Regions from separate parts of the Sus scrofa genome. Here all the other regions are linked to region 3. The links are chromatin contacts, called in public Hi-C maps. All regions are on one chromosome and are shown on one strand. Each heading gives the region's core, a stretch centred on a gene start, on an enhancer-like site or on the middle of the called end of the contact. The rest is flanking DNA. Distances are from core to core; before and after follow the strand shown. Region 1 holds the start of PGPEP1 (pyroglutamyl-peptidase 1). Region 2 holds the start of MVB12A (multivesicular body subunit 12A). Region 3 holds the start of ARRDC2 (arrestin domain-containing protein 2).

What was found. A called contact is a pair of places that touch in the nucleus more often than the background predicts.
Region 1: a Hi-C map of alveolar macrophages shows a contact between it and region 3, with 1.9 times the contacts expected there. The contact joins the promoter of PGPEP1 here to the promoter of ARRDC2 in region 3. A contact is called at or near these places in 2 of 5 promoter capture datasets (fetal liver and liver), 5 of 47 Hi-C or Micro-C datasets (alveolar macrophages, embryonic fibroblasts, heart right ventricle and 2 more) and 2 of 2 datasets of contacts at active chromatin or transcription factors (alveolar macrophages and skeletal muscle).
Region 2: a contact with region 3 is called in a Hi-C map of liver, with 4 times the contacts expected there. The contact joins the promoter of MVB12A here to the promoter of ARRDC2 in region 3. A contact is called at or near these places in 2 of 47 Hi-C or Micro-C datasets (fetal skeletal muscle and liver).

Annotation. Positions count from the first base shown.
Region 1 is chr2:59,483,656-59,488,036 of Sscrofa11.1, forward strand. It overlaps PGPEP1 (pyroglutamyl-peptidase 1), which reads right to left and starts at 2,154. Exons shown (of 5, transcript XM_021083524.1): 1 at 1,995-2,154. The coding sequence starts at 2,010.
Region 2 is chr2:60,274,044-60,277,833 of Sscrofa11.1, forward strand. It overlaps MVB12A (multivesicular body subunit 12A), which reads right to left and starts at 1,929. Exons shown (of 10, transcript XM_021083558.1): 1 at 1,576-1,929; 2 at 1,346-1,444; 3 at 1,117-1,213. The coding sequence starts at 1,373.
Region 3 is chr2:59,776,729-59,780,713 of Sscrofa11.1, forward strand. It overlaps ARRDC2 (arrestin domain-containing protein 2), which reads right to left and starts at 1,772. Exons shown (of 8, transcript XM_003123504.4): 1 at 1,169-1,772. The coding sequence starts at 1,427. KCNN1 (small conductance calcium-activated potassium channel protein 1) reads right to left here. Exons shown (of 12, transcript XM_005654901.3): 12 at 3,282-3,898. The coding sequence ends at 3,644.

The sequences.
Region 1 (4,381 bases), core at 904-3,403, 290 kb before region 3:
CAGAGTTAGCAGGAGAGTAATAAGTAAGCAGATAGAGGAGGGCTGCAGAGGACAGTGACCCTCTGGCAATATGACACACCTATTAGCCAGGTAAGGGACTTCTATCTTCCTGGGAATTCCAGGACCAGCCCCAATCTCCCTGGGCGACAAAACACCTGTTTGAACTTGGATTTCCCACTCCGACTCCTCCAGACTGAGGGTCAAAATGACACCCTCCCACCAGAGGCCTGGCGGAAGTTGACGCCCACGAGGACCCAAGGCGGAGTCTCCTCAAGAAGGAAGAGTTAGTTTCTCGGACTTGGTGACAGCGAGGGGTGGGGGTGGGGGTGGGAGCAGGCTGACACACAAACAACCGGGGCATTAAAGATTTTGACCAAGACGGTCCCTGGGGCAACCGAGAGAGTGGCCGGGCAACCGAGGTCCACCGAACTCCATCTGCCCCCGCCTCCGGGGAGCAGCCCTCCGTTGGCGCAAGGCTCGGGGAGCAGTGGCTGGCAAGACATTCATTTGTCACCGGGGCACTTCCTGCCCGCAAATCGGCCTTTGTCCCCTGGAACCGGGGGTGGTGACAAACCTGACTTAGGGAGGGGCAGGGAGGAGCCCGGTCCAGCCTGCTGGCCAGGCAGACAGAACAAACAGGTGCCCAGAGAGTTACTGTCCCCAACTGGGTAAGGAAGGACGCGAAAGGGGCCTGCTCCGTGTGGGTCACTTGCCAAGACCCCCACGTCCTTCCTTGCCCCGGCCCCTGACAGTAGGACCACAGGGGCGCCCCTTTCTCCACTTTCTCTGTCGCGCGGACTGAGCTGGGCTCCCGCGGATGATGACACCTTCCAAACCTGGGACACTTCTAGCACTTGCCCCGCCCGGGCCACCGCGCTCCTCCCGGCCCAACTGGTTCTGAAGCCGCCCGACCCAACCCCTGCCCCGGGGCCGCTGCCGCTGCGACCGCCATTGGTACACTGCCCGCGTACCCGTTACCACCACCGCCTTCCTGGGCTGCTCCATGGCGGGCGCAGGCTGCACCTCTGACTCGCTCCTGCTGGGACTGGTAAGCTGACCAGTCCGCAGCCGCCGCCGCTGCCGCCGCCGCTGCCGCGGGACCCCGCGCGGCCCCGCCCCTAAATCCGGCCCCGCCCTCGACCCCGCCCCAAGCCGGGCGGCTAGGCGTGCGCGTCCCCGACCCGAGACGCAGCGTGCGCGCCCCATCCTTAACTTTCACGTTAGGAGCGCTTGGCTCGCAGCCTCAGTTTCCCCATGTGTAAGATGGGGACACTTCATCCCGAAGGCTGTGGCAGACGCTAGGCATGAGCTGGTCATTTATTCCGCAAGGGTTCACTGAGCGCCTGCTATGAACATCGCTGGCCCCCACCCCCCCTGTGAGCAAAGCTCCATCATTTGGCCCCTTTTACAGATGAGAAAACTGAGCCGTAGTATCGAAGACTACTTACCTAAAGCCTCCTGAGGTCCCAGAAGCGGCGTTCAAGCCAGGAGGTCGAGGGGATAGTGAAATAAAGTGAAAACCCCGCACCCACGGTTGGGTGGTGCCCAGAGTAGGGTCCTATGTTGCTAAGGAGGCTGATGTGGCCCCTTAACCTTGGCCTCCCCTCCCTTTAGCTCCCCAATACACAGCTGCTGTAACCCCAGCAGTTGTCCTGGAGCCTAACACAGTCTCACCTCAGGGCCTTTGCACTTGCTGTTCCCTCTGCCTGGAACATGCCCTGCAGATACCTGCAAAACTAGCTGCTTCTCCTTCAGGGCTCAGCTGGAACATCACCTCCTCCTAGTGACCCTCCTCACCCCACCACACCACCACCCCAGTAGGTCCGTCTCATTTCCTTGTTTCATCTTCTTCACAGCAGCGGTTACATTCAGAAATTATTCTTTAATAGGCACTGCTTTTCTGATTATTTCCCATTTTCCTGCCCTGACTTCCAGGGCAAGGGCATGTCTTTGTTAGAGCTGTGTGCCTGGCACACAGGAGGTTCCCAACTCACTTTCAGCAGAGGCCATCGTTCCTCCAAAAATAGCCAGAAAAATAAAGCTGAGTTTCTGGCCACGTCCTTAGAAACAGATCTGGACCTTGGACTTGGGTCGCCAAAATCTCATTCCAAGCAGCCTTGGCCCCAGATTAGCCAGGACGCTGACCAAGGACCGTCTGCCTCTGGCCCAAGAATATGCAAGGCAGTGTTCTCTGAACTGCCCGGGAGCCTTGTTTGCAAGCTCAGACCAGAGGTCACACACTCAGTGGCTATTTTGGTCTCTGGCAGCTTCAGGTAGAATTCAGAAAATCTGAGATCCGGCCTGGGCTGGCTATGGGAGCGAGACCTCAGCCAAGTTGAAAAAGAGAATGGAACAAAAATCTTACCAAGAATCAAGTTTTAGAACTCAAACATGTAGTAAGTGTCTGATACAAAGAGCATGTTTTGCTAGAAGCCGGGGCTGTGGAGAGAGATTTCATTTTCCCCCACTGTACTGGAAAGAAAGAGGAAACTGATAGCACCCAACCTTAGTCATCAGAGAAACTGAGTCACATGCTACCACCAAGAGTGACTAGGAATAAAAGCTCATGTTCACAGGATGCAGGCCCTGTTAAGCACGTCACTGGTGTTCTCTCTCTTTTTAGGGCTGCACCTGTGACATATGGAGGTTCCCAGGCTAGGGGTCAAATCAGAGCTACAGCTGCCGGCCAACCCCACAGCCACAGCAACACCGGATTCCAGCTTCATCTGCAACCCATACCACAGCTTGCAACAATGCTAGATCCTTAACTCACTGAGCGAGGCCAGGGACGGACCCCACAACCTCATGGATACCAGTCAGGTTCTTAACCTGCTGAGCCACAGCAGGAACTCTGTGTTCTCTCTCCCTCTCTCTCTCTCTTTTTTTTTCTTCCTTTTTAGGGCCAAACCTGCGGCATATGGAAGTTCCCAGGCTAGGGGTCAAATTGGAGCTAAAGCTGCCTGCCAGCCTATGCCACAACCATGGCAATTCAGCATCCGAGCCAAGACTGCAACCAACATACACCACAGCTCATGGCAACCCCAGATCCCTGACCCACTGAGTGAGGCCAGGGATTGAACCCACAACCTCATTGATAACTTATCAAATTTGTTTCCACTGCACCACAATGGGAACTCTCCAGAGCTCTTTTTTTAAAAAAATTTTATTTTGTCTTTTTAGGGCTGCACCCACTGCATATGGAAGTTCCAAGGTTTGGGGTTGTATTGGAGCTGTAGCTGCCAGCCTAGGCCACAGCCACAGCAATGGCAGATCCAAGCCGAATCTGCAACCTACGCCACAGTTCTTGGCAACACCGGATCCTTAATCCACTGAGAGAAGCCGGGGATCAAACTCAAGTCCTTGTGGATACCAGTCGAGTTTGTTAACACTGAGCCACAACAGGAACTCCAGGAGAGCTCTTTTTTTAAAAAAATAAGATGGTTGGAGTTCCTGCTGTGGTGCAATGGATCAGCAGAGTCTCTGCAGTGCCAGGATGCAGGTTCAATCCTCGACCCAGCACAGTGGGTTAAAGATTCAGTGTTGCCATGGAGTTCCCGTCTTGGTGCAGTGGTTAACGAATCTGACTAGGAACCATGAGGTTGCGGGTTTGATCCCTGGCCTTGCTCAGTGGGTTAAGGATCCGGCGTTGCCGTGAGCTGTGGTTGTAGGTTGGCAGATCTGGCTCAGATTTGGCATTACAGTGGCTGTGGTGTAGGCCAGTGGCTACAGCTCTGATTTGACTCCTAGCCTGGCCCTAAAAAGCCATAAAAATAAAAAGGCACTTTTTAAAACTAAAGGGAAATGTTTTCTGATAAAATAACGACTTCATTTAGTACAGGTTCTTAATATAACATAATTACAAATTCAGTGTTGTTTGTAAAATAGTAACATGAGATCGGCTAGAGAGATAAATGTATCATGTTTTGAACTAGATTTTGTGAGTAGACAAGTTAAAATTCTATTTTAAATATAAAGTTTATAAAATAAATACTTTTGTATTCAAATAAAGGAAAAAAAAAGAAAGTGACCTCTAATGGGGACAAGGTTTTTTTGGGGTGATGAAAGTGTTCTGAAACTAGATAAAAGGCAATGGTTGCACAACATGGTGAATACATTTAATGCCACTGGACTGTACACTTTAAAATGGTTTATGTAGTAAGTGTTATGTATGTTTTATCACAATAATAACAATAATAAAAGTCAGTGTGGAAGCATTGATGGATTACAAAACAAATGTAAGAGAAAGATGTGTTTGCAAATGCGGAAAATATCTCAGGAAGGAAGGGCAAGAAATTGATAAGAGCGGGGTGGGGGTGGGGGGGCCTTTGGGGAGGGAACCAGGATGTGGGAGAGATGAAAGTGGGGGTGGGGAGGAGACATC
Region 2 (3,790 bases), core at 679-3,178, 500 kb after region 3:
CAGGGTGCTGCTATTTAAGACAGCCATCTGGTTAAACCATGAATGGCAAAGCCATAGGAGGGAACTCCATGCAGCTTTGAGGACCCATTGGGACAGGGTCGTCTTTAGTGACATAGAGAGGCACTTGTAGGGTAGCTGTGGGATAAGACAGAACTCACTTTCCCCCAGCCCTCTAATCCAGAGGTCAGCAAACTAGCCTAAGAGCCAAATCTGGCCCAAAGTCTGTTTCTGTATGGCTCACCAGCTACGCATGGCTTTTACTTCTTTTTTTTTTTTTTCTTTTTAGGGCTACACCTGCGGCATATGGAGGTTCCCAGGCTAGGGGTCCAATCGGAGCTATAGCCGCCAGCCTACGCCAGAGCCACAGCAATGCAGGATCTGAGCCGCGTCTGCAACTTACACCACAGCTCACGGCAATGCCGGATCCTTAACCCACTGAGCAAGGCCAGGGATTGAACCCGCAACCTCATGGCTCCTAGACGGATTCGTTAACCACTGCACCATGACGGGAACTCCACGGCTTTTACATTTTTAAAGGGATATATATGCAACAGACACCATCTAATTTAATATATCTACTTTCTGCCCTTTTACAGACAAAGTCTGCCAAGTCCTGCACCAACAGATATATATGCTGAGAGTCAAATATAAAAGACAATACATGGAAAAGGCACAGGAGGCAGGGAGAGCCTGATGGTTAGAAAACAGAGTGGTCAGCATTGTCAGGAAAGCACCAGGGCAACTGGAGCCTGTGTGTAAGAACCTGGAAATGTAAAACAGAACTGCGCAAGATTCAGCCTGGCTACAACCTAAGAAGAAGGTGTATTAGTAACATTAAATAAAACAGGTCGCAATGACCGAACACTTACTCTAGAACAGAGGCTTCCAATCGAACATTTTTACGCAGGGCGGGGCACATTTTCCCCGTACAGGATCAGAACTCTAAGTCCTCAGCCAACACTGTCATTACCAAGTGCTGTCGAGGGGGTGGCCAAGGCTCAAAACTCACGCGCCTATGGTCTCTCCATTCCCTCCCCGCTCTTTCCCGCAGAGACTCGAATGTGCCCTTCACCTCCAACCCCGCCCCACCCCACCCCCGCCTTCGACAGGACTCACTGGAGTCTACGGGGTCGCAGACAGGGGAGAATCCCGGCGGGAGAGGGCTCTTGTCCACCAGGATCTGGATATCGACCACCACGTTCTCCTGTGGATTCTGGGATGGGATGGGGTGGGGGGACGCGGTGGGGAACACAGCAAGAGTGACCGGCACGCCTCGGGCAGCACCCCGCGAATGGACAGGGGGAGTGGAAGGACCCCAGGGATTCCGAAGGTGGGCGCCCCTTACCTCTAGGCTGCCCAAAGGATTGAGACATAGGAAGTAGCCGGATTTCTGCGCGAAGGTCTTGCCGAAGCTGGCGGGAGCTCCCTCCACGGTGCAGGAGATCTATGGCACGGACGCGGGTCAGCGCCAGCCAGGCTCTTACCTGGCCGCAGCCACCTCTGCCCCCATTCAACCCCTCGCCCCTAGTGCCACCGCCTCTCCCTACACTTCCCCGGTTCCCCGACGTCGCTTACCGCACTGAATCCCCTTGGCGGAGGCGCCGAGGCCGACGACCAGGCCAGGCCAGCCAACGGGGCCGCGTCGGTCCCGGGCCCCGGATCCATCCTCCGAACCAAGATCCAAAGGCGATGGACCGCCTTGGACCTCCCAGCCGCGGCCGGACGGCGGAGTTTGGCCACGAAACTGAACTACAACTCCCAGATAGCCTTGCGAGGTCGGGAGTCCAGGAGGCGTCGTTTGCGCGTTCCGGGAAAGCTGTCGGCCAACTGCGTGCGTCCCCCAGGTGTGCCAGTGAGCGACGTTTGCGGAAAATTGTCTCCTTTTTTTTCCCCCTCACGCCCATCAACTTCCGCCGGAAATGTCTCGCTAGCAGCAAACCGGAACTACGTTCCCCAGAATCCTTTGCAGTGTCAACCTCTCTTCCAAAGTTGACGTCAGTATTCCCCAGAATTTGAGAGTGAGCTGTGAAAAACTCACAATTCCAGAAGTCACCCCAAAGAAGACTTTCATGAGTTATGCAACGGTTAGTTTAAATAAAAATACCGACCAACTTGAGCCTTGAAATCTTGGTGTAACTTGAGAACTTGTTCACATACACATTTTTTAAAATGAGACAAGAAAGTGCTCAGTATGGAGACAAACTTTTACACCCCTCAGAAGTAAAATATGGAAAATTAGGGAACAGAAGGTTTACTCCTGTGTAGTTTCCAGTTTTCTGCAATGTCATAGGTTAGCCCACTGCCTGTTTTTTGTACCACCTGTTAGCAAGGAATGGTGGGGGTTTTTTGTGTGTGTGGTGCTTTTAGGGCCGCACCCAAGGCATATGGAGGTTCCCAGGCTAGGGGTCAAACCTGAGCTGTAGCCGCTGGCCTACACCACAGCTACAGCCACGACATATCCAAGCCGGGTCTGTCGCCTATACCACAGCTCACGGCAATGGCGGTATCCTTAACCCACTGAGCGAGGCCAAGGATGGAACCTGCGTCCTCATGGATACTAGTCAGAGTATCTGCTGAGCCACAAGGGGAACCACTGAGTGAGGCCAGGGATCAAACCCACAACCTCATGGTTCCTAGTCGGATTCGTTAACCACTGAGCCACAACGAGAACTCCATTTTTTTTTTTTTTTTTCTTTTAGGGTTAGACTTTATTTTGTTACCAATATTCTGTTTTTATTTCTGGGGATTTTTTTTTTTTTAAGGATCTACCATTGCGGTGAGCTGTGGTGTAGGTCGCAGATGCGGCTCGGATCCCATGTTGCTGTGGCTCTGGCATAGGCCAGCAGCTACAGCTTCGATTCGACCCCCAGCCTGGGAACCTCCATATGCCGTGGGAGCAGCCCAAGAAATGGCAAAAAGACAAAAAAAAAAAAAAAAAAGAAGAAGAAGAAGATAAGAATACTTTTGCACCAAGTGCCCTGTGATCTGAAGCACTGATTTATTGAGTCCCTGAGGCTAGGAATCAATCAGGGCATTCCTTTGTGTCCGAATGTGCTTTAATAAAGATATTATAGGGGAGTTCCTGCTGTGGTGCAAAGAGATCAGGGGCATCTCTGGAGCCCTGTGCCCAGCGGGTTGAGGATCCAGCATTCCCCCAGTTGCGACTTAAGTTACAACTGTGGCTTGGATGTGATCCCTGGCCCCAGGAATGCCATATGCTGTGGGGTGGCCAAAAAAGAAAAGAAAAAGAAAAAAGATGCTACATGAGAGCTCCCTGGTGGTTCAGTGGGTTAAGGATCCAGTTTTGTCACTGCTGTGGCACAGGTTCAATCCCTGGCCCGAAAAGTTCCACATGCCATGGGAGCAGCCAAAAAAAAAAAGATGCTACATCCCCAGTCTGATCAGATATGAACATACAACTTTCCATTCCACTTGGATAATTAGTCATGTCCAAGGCCATCCTATTTTGGAGGACATCTTTTCACGTTACAGACGTTTCAGTATTCAGTAAGGGCAGACTTTGTCAGCTCTCATTTAAGTCTTGCTGGGTTAATTGAATAAGAGCTTCTATGTGTCCTATAATGTCCTCCAGGCCAATAGAGGGGACAAGACAGTGGCCGAATGATCATAGCAGTGGAAAACAGAACATGCCCATCCAGCCTTGAGGAGAGGGTGTTGGCAACTCTCCCCACACCCAGGGTGCATCAGCCCGACCATCAAAGTGGAAGCCATGGCCTGAGATTTTTGCCACATATCCATTGGGTCCCATTTAGAGTTACTCAAGAAATAC
Region 3 (3,985 bases), core at 522-3,021:
TCAGGGCCCTCAGTCCAGTTCACAGCTGGGTCCCCAGAGGCCCAGAGACAGGCAGGGCCCCATGAGGGGTCACACAGCAGCTCCACAAACTTCACCCCTCCAGTATCTTAAGAAAGCCACCAGTAAGTGAGACCAGCCCCAATTTCGCTCGAGTCACAGGGAAAGGGAAGTGCCTACAGGGCCCCTTCCTGCCTCACCCCATGCTGGCTACACCTCAGTTTCCACAGCTGGTCAGCACACCTGGGGGCTGCTGGGACAAGGCTGCAAACCTGCATGCAAAGCATCTGGTGTGTACAGTGCCGGAAAAAAAAAAACAAAAAACAAAAAAAACAAAAAAACGGGTGTGTGGTGGGTACTGCAGGCAGGGAGCCAAGCCTGAGCTGCTTCCTGCCTCCACCCATTTTGCCAGTGGGTACGGTGAGGTCTGCCTTCCCTGAGAGGAGGTGGTCAGGGCAGCCCAGAGAGTCTAGCATCTTCCTCAGCCACACAGTACCATATTGTGACACAGACTTACTCCTTCTGTGGCCCCTGTTCTGCTCCTGACTGGCTGTACAGCCTGAGGGTTGGGATCTCAGGTTCAGGGCAAGGGAAGGCCATGTCCAAGACCTAAGACTGCCAGCCCAAGTCTCCTCCCTGCCTAGGATACAGTCCTACCCTCTCATGTGCAAACACCACCAGAACCCCCAACCCTGTGAAGAGCCCTTCCTTCAAACACTGGGAAAGAGCACTGACAGTACATGAGACAGGGCCCTTCTTTGGGAATCAGAGGTCCCAGGCCTGGGGCTAACGTGGCATCTTGTGATCCAGAAAGGATTTCCCAGCTCCACCCAGGGATTCACCCAGACTCCCATTTAGTGCGTGTGTGGTGGAGGGTGAGGGGGTGGGGTGTCTCCACTGCAAACCTCTAAGTCGAGGTTGTCCGGCTCTGAATGGGGTGCACCCAGATCCTGGGAGGGATTCCTGGGAAAGAGGGTTTAGGAAGTGGGTAGGTGCGTGGATGTCCCGGTAGGAAGGTCCACACCCCGGGGAAGAGGTCTCCACTTCATGAGGAGGATCACCCAACTGCACAGCCTCTAAGTCGAAAGGCTGGCTCCGGAGAGGGGGGCCCACTCCTCGGAAGAAGGTCCCGGGGTATCTTGGCTTGGGGGTGGGGGTTGGAGGGGCTCACCTCGGAGGAGCAGCTGCCGCCGCCGCAAGTACGTCTCGGCAGCCGCGTAGTCGCTGGACACGGCGTTTATACCCACGCTTCGGCCCTCGAGCCAGTGCGTGGCCGCCCAGCCGCGGGCCGCCACCTCGAGCGCTCGCACCCGCAGCGGCGCGGCCGCCTCCAGCAGCACCCGGCCGCACAGCCGCTCCCCGCCGCGGTACGCGCCGCCCGGGCCCCGCGCCAGCTCCAGAACGAAGCTGCGCACGCCCCCCGGGCGCATGGCGCGGGCCGGGGCCCACGGCGGGGAGGACGCGCCCGGCGGGGGCCCGTCGGGCCCGCGGAGGCCGGGCGCGCCGCTGGGGAGCGTCTGCAGGCCTCCCAGGTCTCAGCGCTGGTCCTTGCCGCCGCCGCCTCCGGGTGCCCCCCAAGCTTTCTCCTCCTTCTACGAACTTGTGCGGGCGCCGCCGGCCGGCGCGGAGTTGGCTGACTTCCTGATTCTCCGCGTCCGCCTCGTGACGCGCCCGGGCCTCAGGGGACCTGCCGCCGGCGTGCTGGCGCGGCTGACTTTGCTACCCCTCAGCGCCGGGCGGGCCCTGCTTTCGCAGGGTAGGCGCTGTTGAGTCAGAGGCGGGCGGGGGCGGATGTGGATGGCGTGGTGCTACCCGGCTGTCTTGTGTTCTCATTCGTCCCCTACCCGGCACCTTTGGACCGGGCGCCGCCCCAGCCTCCTCCCTGGTCTCCCTGCCACCATCTGGTTGTTCCCCAGACACACCAAACTCGGATCTTGGCTCTTGGCCTTTGCACTGGTTGTTTTGTTACTTGGAACGCCCTTCTCCAATGTACCCACCCTCGCCCAAATGTCACCTCCTCAGAGTCATGCTATGGGCTTATTTCTTTATGATTCTGGTCGCTGTGTTTGCAACTGCTGTGTGTTTACTGTGCTTCCTCCATCAGCCTGAGTGCTCCCAGGGGTGAGCCTTGTGCCCTATTCTCTGGCACCTGATCTTACAGAAGAAACTGAGGCTCCCAGAAGGGCAACCACTGGCCAGAAGCACCCAGCGGTGGCACAGTCTGGCTTGAACCCATGTCTGACCACTCACCACTGACACCTCCCCAGACACTCTTACTCTTGGGCCCATCCTATCATCCCCAAACAGATGGCCCCTGGCCTTATCAGAGGCTGCCAGCGCCTGGGCTCTCAGCTGGGCCCAGATTAGCCTCCCTCTCCACCCAGGGCCCAGCATCTGCCAAGTGCCTGGCACCCCAACCCGACTCCAGCATTCTGAGCCCAAGGCCTGAGGGGACCTGATTCTACTTGTTTGGAAACTTCCTCTCCATCCTACCCCAGGAGGTCCTCTCTCACCCCAGGATCACACCACTCTTCTCCCCATGGAGAGCCCTCCACCAATTCCTCTTGACCTGTAGAACCCCCAATTTAATCCCTGGCTCCCCATCTCCCTCATTCGGTAAGTGGCTTCACTTCTCTGAGTCTCCCGGTCCAATTATGGTCAGGTCCTGAAGACTGGATGGCCCTCCTTACTCATGTACTTACTGGAGCCTGGCTCATAGTGGGTGCTCCAGCAAAGCCAGATGGAAGGACCTCCCGATTATCTGCTGCCTCCTGCAGGCCAGGCCATGCCCTCCACTTATTTATTTATTTACTCATATTTTTTAGGGCCACACCCACGACATATGGAAGTTCCATATGGAGTCAAATTGGAGCTGCATCTGCCAGCCTATATACCACAGCCACAGCCACAGCAATGCCAGATCTGAGCTGTGGCTGCAACCTATGACGTGGCAATGCTGGATCCTTAACCCACTGAGCAAGGCCTGGGATTGAACCTGCATCCTCAGGGATGCTATTTGGGTTCTTAACCTACTAAGCCACAGGAAGAACTCCTGGGCCATGCCCTCTGGAGGGGCCTCCTACTGGGGCCAGGTGGGACTGATGTAGATGTCCTCAGGGAGTTGTCCCTGACTGAACTCAGGTCCAGGAGTCTGCCAGGCTAGGATAGTGATGGGATGGGCTCACTGTGACCCCCAAATCCTGTCTGGGCCCTGGGGTCGGATGTCCACCTCCCATGTTATGTGATTACGGGTGCGCCCCCAGCCACACACAACAGGCAGCAGCTGGGTGGGTCCTGCTTTATTTGGAACTGGCAAGGACCCCTCTCCTGGCTGCTCCACACCCACCAGGGGCCTAGGGAGAGCCAGGGGGCCGGGGGACTAGAGGAAGCTCCGGGCTCCTGCAGCTCCAGTCAGGGAGGAAGCGGTGGTCAGTGGCCCACCCCTGCTCTCACCTGCGGTCTGGCCCTGCCCTCTGCCCGGACAGTCTAGGAGGGGCGTGGTGGGGCGGGCCCCAGTCCACTCAGCCCAACTCAGCTTCGGCTCCTTGAACTCCAAGAGGCGCCACTGTACAGGGCTTCCCGGATGGCATGGAGGTGGCGGCCACACGATGGCCAAGATTGAGGGGTCTGGTGGCAGGCAGGGCCGTCACCCGCAGTCTGAAGGGGCCACGGGTGGCCACCGGTGTGGGGAACTCCGAGTCACCTGGTCCGAGGGGCCGGGGCCAGGCCGGGGAGGCAGGGGTGGTGGGGGCGGGCGTATGGCTTGGGCGATGAGGCCGGGTAAGGCCTGCAGGGAGGTGCCCAATGCATCCAGGCGACTTTCGAGGGCAGCCAGGCGGACCTCAAGTTCCTCGTGCTGGGCATGCAGCTCGGACATGAGGTCGTACATGACATTCTGGGTCTGCCAAAGACAGAGAGGGTTGGAGAGAGAGGAGAGGCCAGGTGAGAGAGAGGGAGGGATGGACACAGAGAGAGATGGCAGAACAGC